4 separate regions of the Sus scrofa genome follow, and regions 2, 3 and 4 are each linked to region 1. The links are chromatin contacts, called in public Hi-C, HiChIP or PLAC-seq and promoter capture Hi-C maps. All regions are on one chromosome and are shown on one strand. Each heading gives the region's core, a stretch centred on a gene start, on an enhancer-like site or on the middle of the called end of the contact. The rest is flanking DNA. Distances are from core to core; before and after follow the strand shown.

Region 1 (2,700 bases), core at 62-2,561:
AAGAAAAAAAAGCTGTGTAACAAAAATGAATGACCTTAACCATCTAATAAAATACATTTTCTCTGTAATGTTTAAGTTATCATTCATTCATTCACCAAGTTCCATTATTAGGCATTTAATCAGAGAAAGAAATAATCAGTGACTCAAAGATATATGTAAGATACATTCACTGCAAATAAGTAAACACTGCAAACTACCCAACATTGGGAAGCTAATGGAAAAATGAAAATTAGATGAAACAAATAGGTTACAAATCATACAGTATGATCTCAGTCATGCTGTACATCCAAGGCATAAATAAAGATCAACATCTAACTCTGGATGGTGGGATTAAAGACAGTTTTTATTTATACCTATTTTTTAAAAATTAAAAGCCATATGGCATTTAATAATCACAGCAATACACTCCAATAATTTACCTTCTTCATATAGATACACAAAAATCTCAAAGCCTAATGTCACCAAATCACAAAGTTTCCAAAGTGATTATCTAGTTCAAACCAATATTTAATCAAAGAACTAGTCCAAAAGGGTTAAGCAGGCAATAAGACACATGTCAAGAAGCCTCCTGACTCAGTACAGTGCTTTCACCAGCACACCACACCCTTCTGAGGGTGAAGTACAGTGGTTCCCACGCGGCCACATAATACCTGGAAGGGGGCCACCAAATTACTACAAAGCGGGAATTGCGTGCATGACTGTGAACACAAAACAGTCATCGCAAGAGTTTCAAAGTATTTTTTTGAAGTTAAAAAGTTTTAGTACAGAAAATATTAGTAACTAATGGAGTAAAAGAAAACGCATTCTCCATGATAAACTTATTTTAAACCAAAAAAGGGAGGAGGAATAATATTCAAAGGATTAGGAGACACGTGCTATCATCACTAATAGCAACTCCCCTCCCCCAAAATTGGAAAAAAGTTGCTATGCCTCCTCACCCCATATACTACCCGATGTCGACCTCTACTAATATTCCGTTTCATGAGCAAAAAGAATTGTGAGGCAGAAGAGACTTACTTAACTCCGAAGTTCCAGGGCTCTCAAAGAATCGAATTAAAGAAGCCCCTATTGCTGCACGTTTCTGACAAAGAGCACCAAAAAGCCCTAGACACAAAAACACAGAGTCTTAAGCAAGGTCCCATTTTCACACTCAAAAAGTGTTTTCCTGAAAAGACCAACGTACAAGAAAGGGGGTAGGGAAAGAGAGACCATCTATTTGTCCACTTGTCCGTTTCTCTTTGTATAACCCAGAAAATCACCCACCCCAAAACCCACACGCTCACCTTCCGCTCCTCCGCCACGCAGCTTTTCTAGAGGCAGGAAGCAATCATTTTGCGTCTTCTACGCGCGCGTCCGAGGTCTCATGGGAAATGTAGTCCACCTTTATGGGAAATGTAGTTCTAAGAGCCAGGAATTCCCGCTTGAGGCTGAAATCTGCCTAATGTTTTCTAGTTTGGCCACCAACAAGGCAGAATCTAGGGCATGCGATAGGATAAGAGTAAAAGATAGGATTAATTCTAGTGTGCTAAAATAACAGAAAAGTAAAATTTTCAAATAGCCGTTATCTTTACATGAAAACTGAAAGAAACTGGCCTGATTTTATAGGTACTTAAATTAGTACAAAGTTGCTCTTGAGAATCAAAAACATTTACAATTAAATTGAATCCACATGAAAAGGCTGAAAAGAAATACGACGATCTCAAACGATTGAGATGTCTGAGAGTGACCAGAGATGGGGAGTCTTGCTTCAGCACCACGGAGAGATCATAACACGGTTTTTGTTAGGACCAGAAATGCTGATCCAGATCTCAAGATTCCAGTTAGAAAACTGGAAGAAAAATAAAGTCCGGTTCTTTTGTCCAAATTTAGCAATCATTAGTGCAAGGAATCGATCTATCTGCAAGGATTACGCAGGTACAGGTGGGAGGTGAAGATTGTACCGAAAGGAAAACCGTTTTCTCCGGAGTACTTTAGCAAGAGGCACCTATCAGAATTAAACTGAAAAAACCAGCCTGTGGAAACATTACAGGTATCCAATAACAGGGACAATAGCTAGAACTTGAACGAGTTTACTTCCTCTCTGCATCTGTCGCATTCGAATGCATTTGTCAGGTGAAACACACCCATTCTGAGTCTCCACTTTCCTATGCAATTCGCTAGGCTTTCTAACACCTTGCAGTGAAGAAACGGAAGTTTGGGGGGTAGGAGGACGCGGGCGTGAGAGCTTGAAGTATGGTGCAGGGATCCTGCCTCACCACCAGGAGACTAATCTGTGGAGAAGATGGTGGGGTAAGAGAGGTAAGACTCTCGAATCTGTGCAAAGACTACTGCCTAAGGCTTACAGTCCTGCTACTGTTGACTTAGCATAGGTCGGCCGCAGGTGTGCTTTCACAGCGATAGCGTCCAGGCCGGGTTTCTAACGCCTGGTGCAGGTAGGGGGCTGATCCAACAGAAACCTTGCTGCAGGAGGATCTCTACAGCCCGCTCCCTCGGCCTGCGCCCCACCCCCCACTCCTCTCCCGACTCCTCCCACTTCCCCAGAGCTCCCGCGCCTGCGCGCGGCGGGTGTTTTCCCTATACCCCCGCGCCGCCCTCAGAAGAAAGATAATTGGCCGCTGGGTGGGGCCCGGCACCGCCTCGCGCCTGGTGTGGTCGCACGTGCTGGGGCGGAAGCCGAGATCACAGCTATGGCGTCGTTAC
Region 2 (2,700 bases), core at 169-2,668, 280 kb after region 1:
AACACACAAAGTACTTGGCAATATTTGATTTAATTCCTTATCTTCATGTACAACCTTCTCCATACCGCCCCCTGAGCATTTGTTCTTCTAGCCTGGAGTGAGTCAGGAAAGATGGATTTAAAAAAAAAAAATTGCACTTGTGAAAAGGATTTTGCTAGGGGAAAACATGTTTTTGGCATTTTTCTATATCAGTCTTTCCTGACTCACTCCAGCTGTCTCTAACAACTACACAGAACCTTTATTCAAAATCATTACGTGTCCATTAAGTTCTAGACACCCTGGGGTTTTGTTAGGTATACATCAACACACAAATTATGTCCTCTTTCCCAGTTTTGATGGAAACTAACTTGAAGGCAAGAACCACACAGCCTTTGTACTTTTTCTATAGCAATCCCCACTGGAGGTCTGCAGACAGCAAATTCTATAAATCACTGCTAATTGCCAGAAGTCTGGAAGGTGGGGACTGTCTTATTTATCTCTGTGTCCTGGGTAGTGCCTTACATAGACAGTACCCCGCAAAAATTTGATTATTTTGAAAGAGAGACTTCAGAGAGCCCCGGAAGTAAAATCAGTAGAGTTGCCCCTACTTAGAGCAGAAATCAGCAGCAGGGCCCCCCCTTCCTTTCCCACGTGCTCCTTACCATGCACAGGGAGACCATAAGGCTTATTGATGACCAGCAGGTCCTTGTCCTGGTGGACAATTCCTCGGCTCAGCGCCTTAGCAAGCACATTGGGGTGGACTCGCTGCAGCTGCTCTGTGAACCGCACTAGTTCTCGTACTCTCCGCTGAACAGGGTTCGTGGGCACCTACAGGGAGAGAAGGAGCGACGGGAAACGCCTGGTGGGAAGGACCTTCAATAAGTATAAGAATTTGGGAAGGGAATGCCTATACTTGTGCCTTAGTCTCGTGCTTTCCCCGAGTAATCTGAAAGCAGGGGTGTCTTCCTTGTACCCATGAAGAGCTTCGGGCCGAAGTCCGCAGGAACCAATGATCCAATGCACAAGAAGCTACAGTACACTACTGCCTTCTCCCCTTCGCTTTCTTCCCATTCGTCCACCACTGTCCTCGACTTTTACGTGAGACCTGTCCGAAGACCTCCCTCCCGGCCTGGGAAACCAGTGAGCGCACTGCCTCTTGGGAGTCGTGATCCTTCTGGACTCACCGGCCCCTTCGCCTTTTGTTTCTCTTTCTGGGCTCGGAGCCTCTCTGCCAGTTGCTGGGCATCCATGGGCCTAGAGGCGGCAGCAGCGGAGCAAAGTCGCTTTGAGACGAAAGTGAAGAGACTCCCCAGACACTGTCCGGAACTCCGGACCCAGAAACCTGGCACACAGCAACTGGGCACCGCCATCTTGCCGAGAAGGGAGGGCCAGCTAAAACCCAGGGCAGAAGAGGGACCAGAGCGAGGCGGGAGTGGGTGTGTCTTAAGGTCACGTGGGGCGGGCGGGGGCGGGATTCTGGCCGAGTCACGTGGGGGCGGTACGCGCTAAGTGCGGCTGCGCCGGCCGGTAGCTGCAGCTGGAGCGGTGGCGTTTGGAGGAGACGCGGTGAGTGTGTGGGGAAGCCGAGCTGGGGTTTGTAACTACCGGTACTTTAACGCCTTGACGTTTCTACGTCCCAAGAGCTTACCTTCTCGGAGGTGCCTGTGTTGGGAAACCGTTTCTCCCTTTGGGAGACGAGCCCACTGAAAACCACCTCCCCGCCCCCGCGCCCTGCAGAAACGATGCCCCATAAACGCTCGCTCCAGAGCAGTCTTGGGCGCCCACCTTGACCCTCCTGGCAACCAGGTCCCAGCTGTTCGGCCAGTCCCCGGACGTCGGGTCCCCGTTGCTTTCCGCTCGACCTTCGGAGACGCGGGATCTGAAGCCTTTCCACCCCTCACCTCCTGACTCCCAACCTCTTTGTTTCGCGTTGTAACTAGTCCTCTCCAAGGGTGATGGGGAGCCCTTCCGTTATCCAGGTCCCATGTTTCCTTCCTAGGGAGCACCCTGAATTTCTCCTGCCTTCTTGAAGAATTCATTTCTTGGATTGCGTCTTCTCACCCCCACCCTCTTCCTACTCCTTCCCAAGGGAAGACAAAGTACAGAGCACGAACCTTCTCTTCTCTTTTCTGCTTCCTTCATTTTTCCCCTCCGTGGTTTGCAACCGCTCCAGACCCTCTCTCCTCTTACAAGGTGCAGTGTTTGGAGTCCCATGCCCAAACTGCTAGCGACTTCACTAAGTCAAGACCGTCTGACTTCATTAAGGGGTGGCAGGGAAAAGGAACCATCTGGTTGGGATGGTAATGTTAAAAACACCTTGGGACATACCTGCCATTTGTTAAGAAGAAAGCTGACGCCGAGCGCAGAAGGGATGTCAAAAAATTAATGGATCTGTGCTGACGATAGAGGAAACAGTTTTTGACTCCTTAGAAAGAAGGCTGCCTGAGAAGTTAGAGGAGGTCATGGAATTAGTTTTACCTCCTACTCCTATAATAGGGTTTGGCTGAAGGGAGCCATATTGAGCATGAAACAAAGTTGGACAGATAAGTGGAGCCAGCCAACTTGAGGAAGAATTTGAACTAGAAGTGATTAAGTAGGGAGGAGTCTTTGAAGCTTCTGGAGTAGGAGAGAGACTCCTTGAAAGAGGAATTTTCAGATTGAAAATGTGAGGAATTTGATAGCAGGGCAATCAGCTAGGATGCTGCAGTCTAGGCTGTCGGT
Region 3 (2,700 bases), core at 192-2,691, 340 kb after region 1:
TCTGCTTACATGCCAGCCAGAAGAGGGAAGCCAACTCAACCCAGGCCTCCAGAGACTGGCTCAGCCACCTGGCAGATTTCCCTGACCTGAGGAGCAGCCAAGCTCTCTGATGGGGCCCAAGAGCTTCTTCCCTTTCCCCCTCCACCCTCCCTGTCTTCTCACTTACTTCATCATATACACTGGGTGCAATTAATCAAGGTTTTCTTAATATCAGAACTACACTGCGAATGTAACATTGCCCCTCTAAAATACCCCCACTTACCACAAACACCAGCTCAAACTGGTTGTCCAGTTTATACTTGAGTGTGAGTGCCTCATGGGTGAAGGAGTTGTTACCTCCCCTTTCCTGGAAAAAAAGAGTTATGTCTCAAAGCTCAGACTATCCCCACCAAACCCAGACTTGGGCCCCTCTAGGATTACCTTTAGGAAAGAGCTAGACATTCCCCCAAAGTCAAACCTGTCCCCAGGGCAACAAGATGCGGGGGCACTTCTCTCCACCATTTCACTAGGGAGAAAAGGAGACACCAAGCTGGAGGGCAGAGGGAAAGAGGTGGGACGTGGAAGGACACGTGCGGGCTGAAAGGGAAATAGTCCCCATATAAACAATCGCAGCTGTATAGTATTAGTTCCTAAAAGACCGTTTTCTATTCAGTATCCCACTCAGCCATCGAAACAAGAGAAAATCAAGCTGCTCGGGGCAAACGGAGGAAACGATGGCAAGTCTCAACAGACTACGGAATCCAGCCAGAGTCCCAGGAAGCGGAGGGGGAGGGGACGTCGCAAAGTTGCGGGATGGTGTGATAGGAAGGGAGAAAAAAGTGGAGTCCCGGTTACGAGTGAGTGGCCAGTCTGAGGTGGGCCGAGGGAGTGGGAGGAAGGCACGGGATCAGTCGAGGGGGACTATGGACCGGGTCAGAGAGACGAGCCCAGAGTTCTGATCCTGCGGGGGCGGTACCTGCAGCAGCACGGAACGAATCAACGCGTTAACCGGCCCGGTGCATGAGTCGCTCACGCCCTGGAAGCACCAGAGCACGAGCCCGCCTTTGGAGAAAATGGTAAAGAAGTCGAGCATGGCGGCAGCGGGAAAGGAGCCGGGGCCGCCGCCGGGAACTCAGGCCGCGATCACCGCCGCTTCCTGCTGCGCCAAGCTCAGGACACGTCACACCAGCGGCCCCGGAAACCGGCTCATCCGCACTTCCGCTCAGCGGCCCCGGGATTCCTCCCCCACTCCTCCAGCTGGCGCGCGGGATCTACGTAGACGCCAGGCTTGCCAATGGCGGGTAGGGGCGGGCCTAGGCGGGGCTCTCGGGGACGCACGGAAGGGGTCGACAGCCTATCAGGCGGAGGGGCGGGGAGCCGCTGGCCAATGGGCACGCTCGGATGAATGGCCCGTGGCGCAGAGCAGTGACGGCTGGCTTACCAGTGTAGGGTACCCTCCCACAGCGGCCGGACGCTGGAGGGCCATGCTTCGGAGGGCGCTGTGGCTCGGCTTGCGCCGGGGCCTCTTGGGCCGGGAGCTAGGCACACGCAGAGGAGGCTCTACTCTGGGTAAAGTTGAGGGCAGCGGAGGGTATCATGGTTCTGGGATGCCCCCAATGTCCAGCCATGTGACCTTCAGGACTTGGGATCCCTGGCCACGCTCAGAAGACAGTGGGTCGCTGGAAGAAGGGATATCTTACCTGCCAGAGCTTGTACAGTCTGGACAGGTGTATGGATCCAGAGGTTGCCCTTCTCAGGTGACAAATCCCAGTTCGTTCTATGCCTGAGCTTACCGCCAGAATAACAGCCAGGGTGATTCATTGGTTTGATAGAAGTGCATTAAGTCCTGCTCGCATGCAGGATGCTGTTCTTAGTGTTGTAGTCATGAAAGAGGAAAGAAGAGAAGGAGGATTCGATATATGTTCTGGAGGTGCCTGAAGTGTAGCTGGAAAGGAAAGGCTTCAATAGACCAGTTCAAGGCTGGAAAGTTCAAGAGGAAAGAAGAGAAGGAGGATTCGATATATGTTCTGGAGGTGCCTGAAGTGTAGCTGGAAAGGAAAGGCTTCAATAGACCAGTTCAAGGCTTCAATAGACCAGTTCAACCCAGCTTAAGAGTTATGCCCTGCACTGCCAGGGGAGTAGCTAGTATACATGGAACAGATGCGAACCGAGGTCAGCCTTGAAAGATGATGTTTACTGATTCAAGGAAGGTATGATGTCCAGGTGCTGGAGAACTGAACAAAGGTTAGGAGAAAAATACTGTTCTTACGCAAGGAATTAGCAAAGGCCATCCAGATAGAGTTTGAGTAGTAGTATGAAATATAGTCTGGAGAGGTAAAATAAATCCAGATCAAAGAAAGAGTCACATGCTGCTGAGAAGAGTTTGAACTTGAACTGGAGACAAGACTCAGAGATTTGTGAGTTAGGTGTGAAAGTCAAAAGGATTCATGTATTCAAAACATTTATTAAGCACTTAGGAGGTACCAGGTACTGTGCTGGGCTGGCTATTTCGGTGAAGAAGGTAGAATACAGTATGAAGCAATCCCAGAGAAATGCAAGGTTGCAGGTGTGTTGCATGCTGCAAAAGAGCCATTCACGGAGCTATGAGATAGTGTGACAGGAGAACTTGGCATAGTCAAGGGGGCATCTCTGAGAAAATAATAACTGGGCTGAGATCTAAAGGAAGCAAGGGATTAACTGGGCAAAGAAGTGGGCACAGAG
Region 4 (2,729 bases), core at 102-2,601, 370 kb after region 1:
GGTTGGAATCAGAGGTTGATACTGACCCCAGAAATACCATCTATCAACCAGAAGAATGTCCATTAGATGATCAGGTACCCTGCCACCTTTTCCTTCACCTTGCCTTTAAAAACACCTCCCTGAAAGCCATCAAGAAGTTCAGGTCTTTTGAGCATGAGCTGCCAGTTTTCCTTGCTTGGTCTCACTTTAAGAACCTTGCAATTGGGAGTTTCCGTTGTGGAAAAGCGGAAACGAATCCGACTAGGAACTACGAGGTTGTGGGTTCCATCCCTGGCCTCGCTCAGTGTGTTGAGAATCCAGCGTTGCCATGAGCTGTGGTGTAGGTCACAGACGCAGCTCGGATCCTGCATTGCTGTGGCTGTGCTATAGTTCCGATTGGACCCCTAGCCTCCACATGCAGCGGGTGCGACCCTAAAACGCAAAGAAACCCCAAAGACTGCAATAAACGCTGTACTTTCCCTCATCACAACCCAGTGTGGATAGATTGCAGTAAGTTGCCCAAGGAGACCCAACTTTGGTTCTGTAACATGGATACAGTGGGGCAGAAGCAAAGAGGCAGGCAATGAGTGAGACCAAGCAAGGAAAACCTGGCAGCTCATCCTTAAAAGACCTGAACTTCTTGATGGCTTTCAGGGAAGTGTTTTTAAAGGCAAGGTGAACGAGAAGGTGGCAGGGTACCTGATCATCTAATGGACAGGAAGCAGAAGCAAAGAGGCAGGCAATGGAAATGTACTTCTGGCCCTGTTCACTTACCATTCTTCTCAGCAAAAAATACTGGGATTTACAAAGAAAAGGACAACACAAAGAGGACTTTTGTAAAATGGAAACGGGTGAAAAATGGATAGGGTTTTAAGCGTTCTCTATGTTCAATCAATTGACTAAGAAAGAGATTGGCTCAACAGATTTGCTTCAGAAACATCCCTTCCACTCTAATCAATGTTGGCATAACTCTGATTAAAAAGCTGTATTCAACCCAAGTGTCAGCGCAGAGTCCAAAGGGCGTCTTGCAGCTCGGACTCGGGGGAGTAGGGGTGGGGTGGGGTGGCTGGGCTACCCTCTCCCCTGCAGCCTCTCTAGCCTTGCTGTCACCTTCTCTTTTCCCTCAGGACCAGCCTCCGCCCGGGTTGGCTAGCACGAGGAGACCAAAGGCGGGAAACTCGAATTAAGATGCTCACTCTAGACGAGTCCCAAAAAACAGCGGCCCTAGGTTTCCTACAGCCAGGAGATCGGCTGACTCCGGCGCGGAGCACGTCGGGAGTTGTAGTCACCGCCCTCCGCGGAGGTGGGGTGAGGCGGCAGAGGGGCGGGGCCGCGGCCGGGTTGGCGCAGGCGCACACTCTCCCCCGGCAATATGGCGGACACCGCTCCTCAACCCAGCAAGAGAAAGCGCGAACGAGACCCGGAGGAGGCGGAGGCACCCAGCACAGAGGAGAAGGAAGCAAGGGTTGGGAATGGTACCTCTGCTCCTGTCCGCTTACCTTTCTCCGGCTTTAGAGTGAAAAAAGTGCTAAGGGAGTCTGCGCGGGACAAAATCATTTTCCTGCACGGAAAGGTACCATTAAGCAGCGTTGGGGTGGGGATGCGGGAAGGAGTGACCCAATCGTCGCCTCGGAGGCGGATTTTTTTTTTTTTTTTTTGAGATTCTTTGGAAAATACTAATCGCATTGCCCCGGGTGGGAAGGAGGCCAAGTGCGCCAAAATGCCTGGGCAGGGGTTTGGTTCGTGGAGGAAACAAGGATACTTGTGAAATTAAGGGAATTAACACGCGTGGGGCTAATTTCCCTAATTCCTCCTCTTGTACTAAAATAAGAACCTAACACTTGCGGAGTGTATTTATTGTCGATTAAAAAGTCGCATGTTAAATTCCCCAAGCTTTCACCATTCATTTATTAAACCTGTAACGTGCTAGTTCTCTTGTGGCACAGCTGGTTAAGGATCTGGAGGTTTCACTGATGGGGCTTGGATCGCTGTTGTGGCGCAGGTTCCATCCCTGGCCCAGAACTCCACGTGCCTTGGGTGAGGGCAAACAAACAAACAAACGGGCCCCAACAAAACACACAAAAACCCTGTAAGGTGCTAGGAATCCAGTATGTTTCTGGGCAGTCTTGGTCATCCAGGCCCCAGGCAATAACATAGGCACTGTAGGAAGTATGATCTCTGCTATATACAGGACTCCCGCTCCTGGGAGCGGGGAAACAGTTTGTTGAATTGGTGATTCAATTCCACATATCATGCACAGACAGGCCAGCACTGAACTGGGTGCAACATAGAGCTGAAAGTTCCCATTCTTGATTCAATTCCACGTTTCATGCACAGACGGGCCAGCACTGAACTGGGTGCAACATAGAGCTGAAAGTTCCCATCCTTGATCTTCAGGAGTGCAGAGCATCCTTAAGCAGACAGGCACAGCTAGCTCTAATATCACGTGCTCAGCTCTCCAGCAGGGACTGAGGAGAGACTGGATACTGACCCAAGAGCTAGTAAAGAGGCAGTCCAAGGGTTCCCCAGAAGTCCTGGCAGGCGCTCTCACTTTTGGGAGGATGGGGGCAGGGAGACCCTGGGCCAGGCTTCCATGCCTCTTTCTGTGTCTCTTGTGTTTTACAAGGTTCTGTCTGTCTCAGCCCAACTTACCTTCAGTCTGCAGCACCTGCTGAAGATTTTAGCCATGGGAACCTTTGAGCTCGAAGCTAGTTGGGATACTTAAAGTCTAATTTCTATTTCACCATTTG

The links. Promoter capture Hi-C pulls out the DNA fragments that hold promoters and counts their contacts. A called contact is a pair of places that touch in the nucleus more often than the background predicts. HiChIP or PLAC-seq counts read pairs in DNA pulled down with a chosen protein or histone mark.
Region 2: a promoter capture Hi-C map of liver shows a contact between it and region 1, with 10 times the contacts expected there. The contact joins the promoter of RPUSD4 here to the promoter of PUS3 in region 1. A contact is called at or near these places in 5 of 5 promoter capture datasets (fetal liver, fetal skeletal muscle, liver and 1 more), 3 of 47 Hi-C or Micro-C datasets (all in liver) and 2 of 2 datasets of contacts at active chromatin or transcription factors (alveolar macrophages and skeletal muscle).
Region 3: a Hi-C map of liver shows a contact between it and region 1, with 4 times the contacts expected there. The contact joins the promoter of FOXRED1 here to the promoter of PUS3 in region 1. A contact is called at or near these places in 3 of 5 promoter capture datasets (fetal liver, fetal skeletal muscle and liver), 5 of 47 Hi-C or Micro-C datasets (embryonic fibroblasts, fibroblasts, heart right ventricle and 2 more) and 2 of 2 datasets of contacts at active chromatin or transcription factors (alveolar macrophages and skeletal muscle).
Region 4: an H3K27ac HiChIP or PLAC-seq map of skeletal muscle shows a contact between it and region 1, with 3 times the contacts expected there. The contact joins the promoter of DCPS here to the promoter of PUS3 in region 1. A contact is called at or near these places in 2 of 5 promoter capture datasets (fetal liver and liver), 2 of 47 Hi-C or Micro-C datasets (heart right ventricle and liver) and 1 of 2 datasets of contacts at active chromatin or transcription factors (skeletal muscle).

Annotation. Positions count from the first base shown.
Region 1 is chr9:53,027,240-53,029,939 of Sscrofa11.1, forward strand. It overlaps PUS3 (pseudouridylate synthase 3), which reads right to left and starts at 1,312. Exons shown (of 5, transcript NM_001244722.1): 1 at 1,284-1,312. HYLS1 (hydrolethalus syndrome protein 1) reads left to right here. Exons shown (of 3, transcript XM_013979548.2): 3 at 1-68. It overlaps DDX25 (ATP-dependent RNA helicase DDX25), which reads left to right and starts at 2,211. Exons shown (of 10, transcript XM_021063099.1): 1 at 2,211-2,298.
Region 2 is chr9:53,307,774-53,310,473 of Sscrofa11.1, forward strand. It overlaps RPUSD4 (RNA pseudouridylate synthase domain containing 4), which reads right to left and starts at 1,419. Exons shown (of 7, transcript NM_001244957.1): 1 at 1,164-1,419; 2 at 642-807. The coding sequence starts at 1,349. FAM118B (protein FAM118B) reads left to right here and starts at 1,425. Exons shown (of 8, transcript XM_005667489.3): 1 at 1,425-1,545.
Region 3 is chr9:53,363,854-53,366,553 of Sscrofa11.1, forward strand. It overlaps FOXRED1 (FAD dependent oxidoreductase domain containing 1), which reads left to right and starts at 1,442. Exons shown (of 12, transcript NM_001244921.1): 1 at 1,442-1,548. The coding sequence starts at 1,464. It overlaps SRPRA (signal recognition particle receptor subunit alpha), which reads right to left and starts at 1,232. Exons shown (of 14, transcript XM_003130057.5): 1 at 956-1,232; 2 at 263-346. The coding sequence starts at 1,072.
Region 4 is chr9:53,399,436-53,402,164 of Sscrofa11.1, forward strand. It overlaps DCPS (decapping enzyme, scavenger), which reads left to right and starts at 1,352. Exons shown (of 6, transcript NM_213790.1): 1 at 1,352-1,552. The coding sequence starts at 1,352.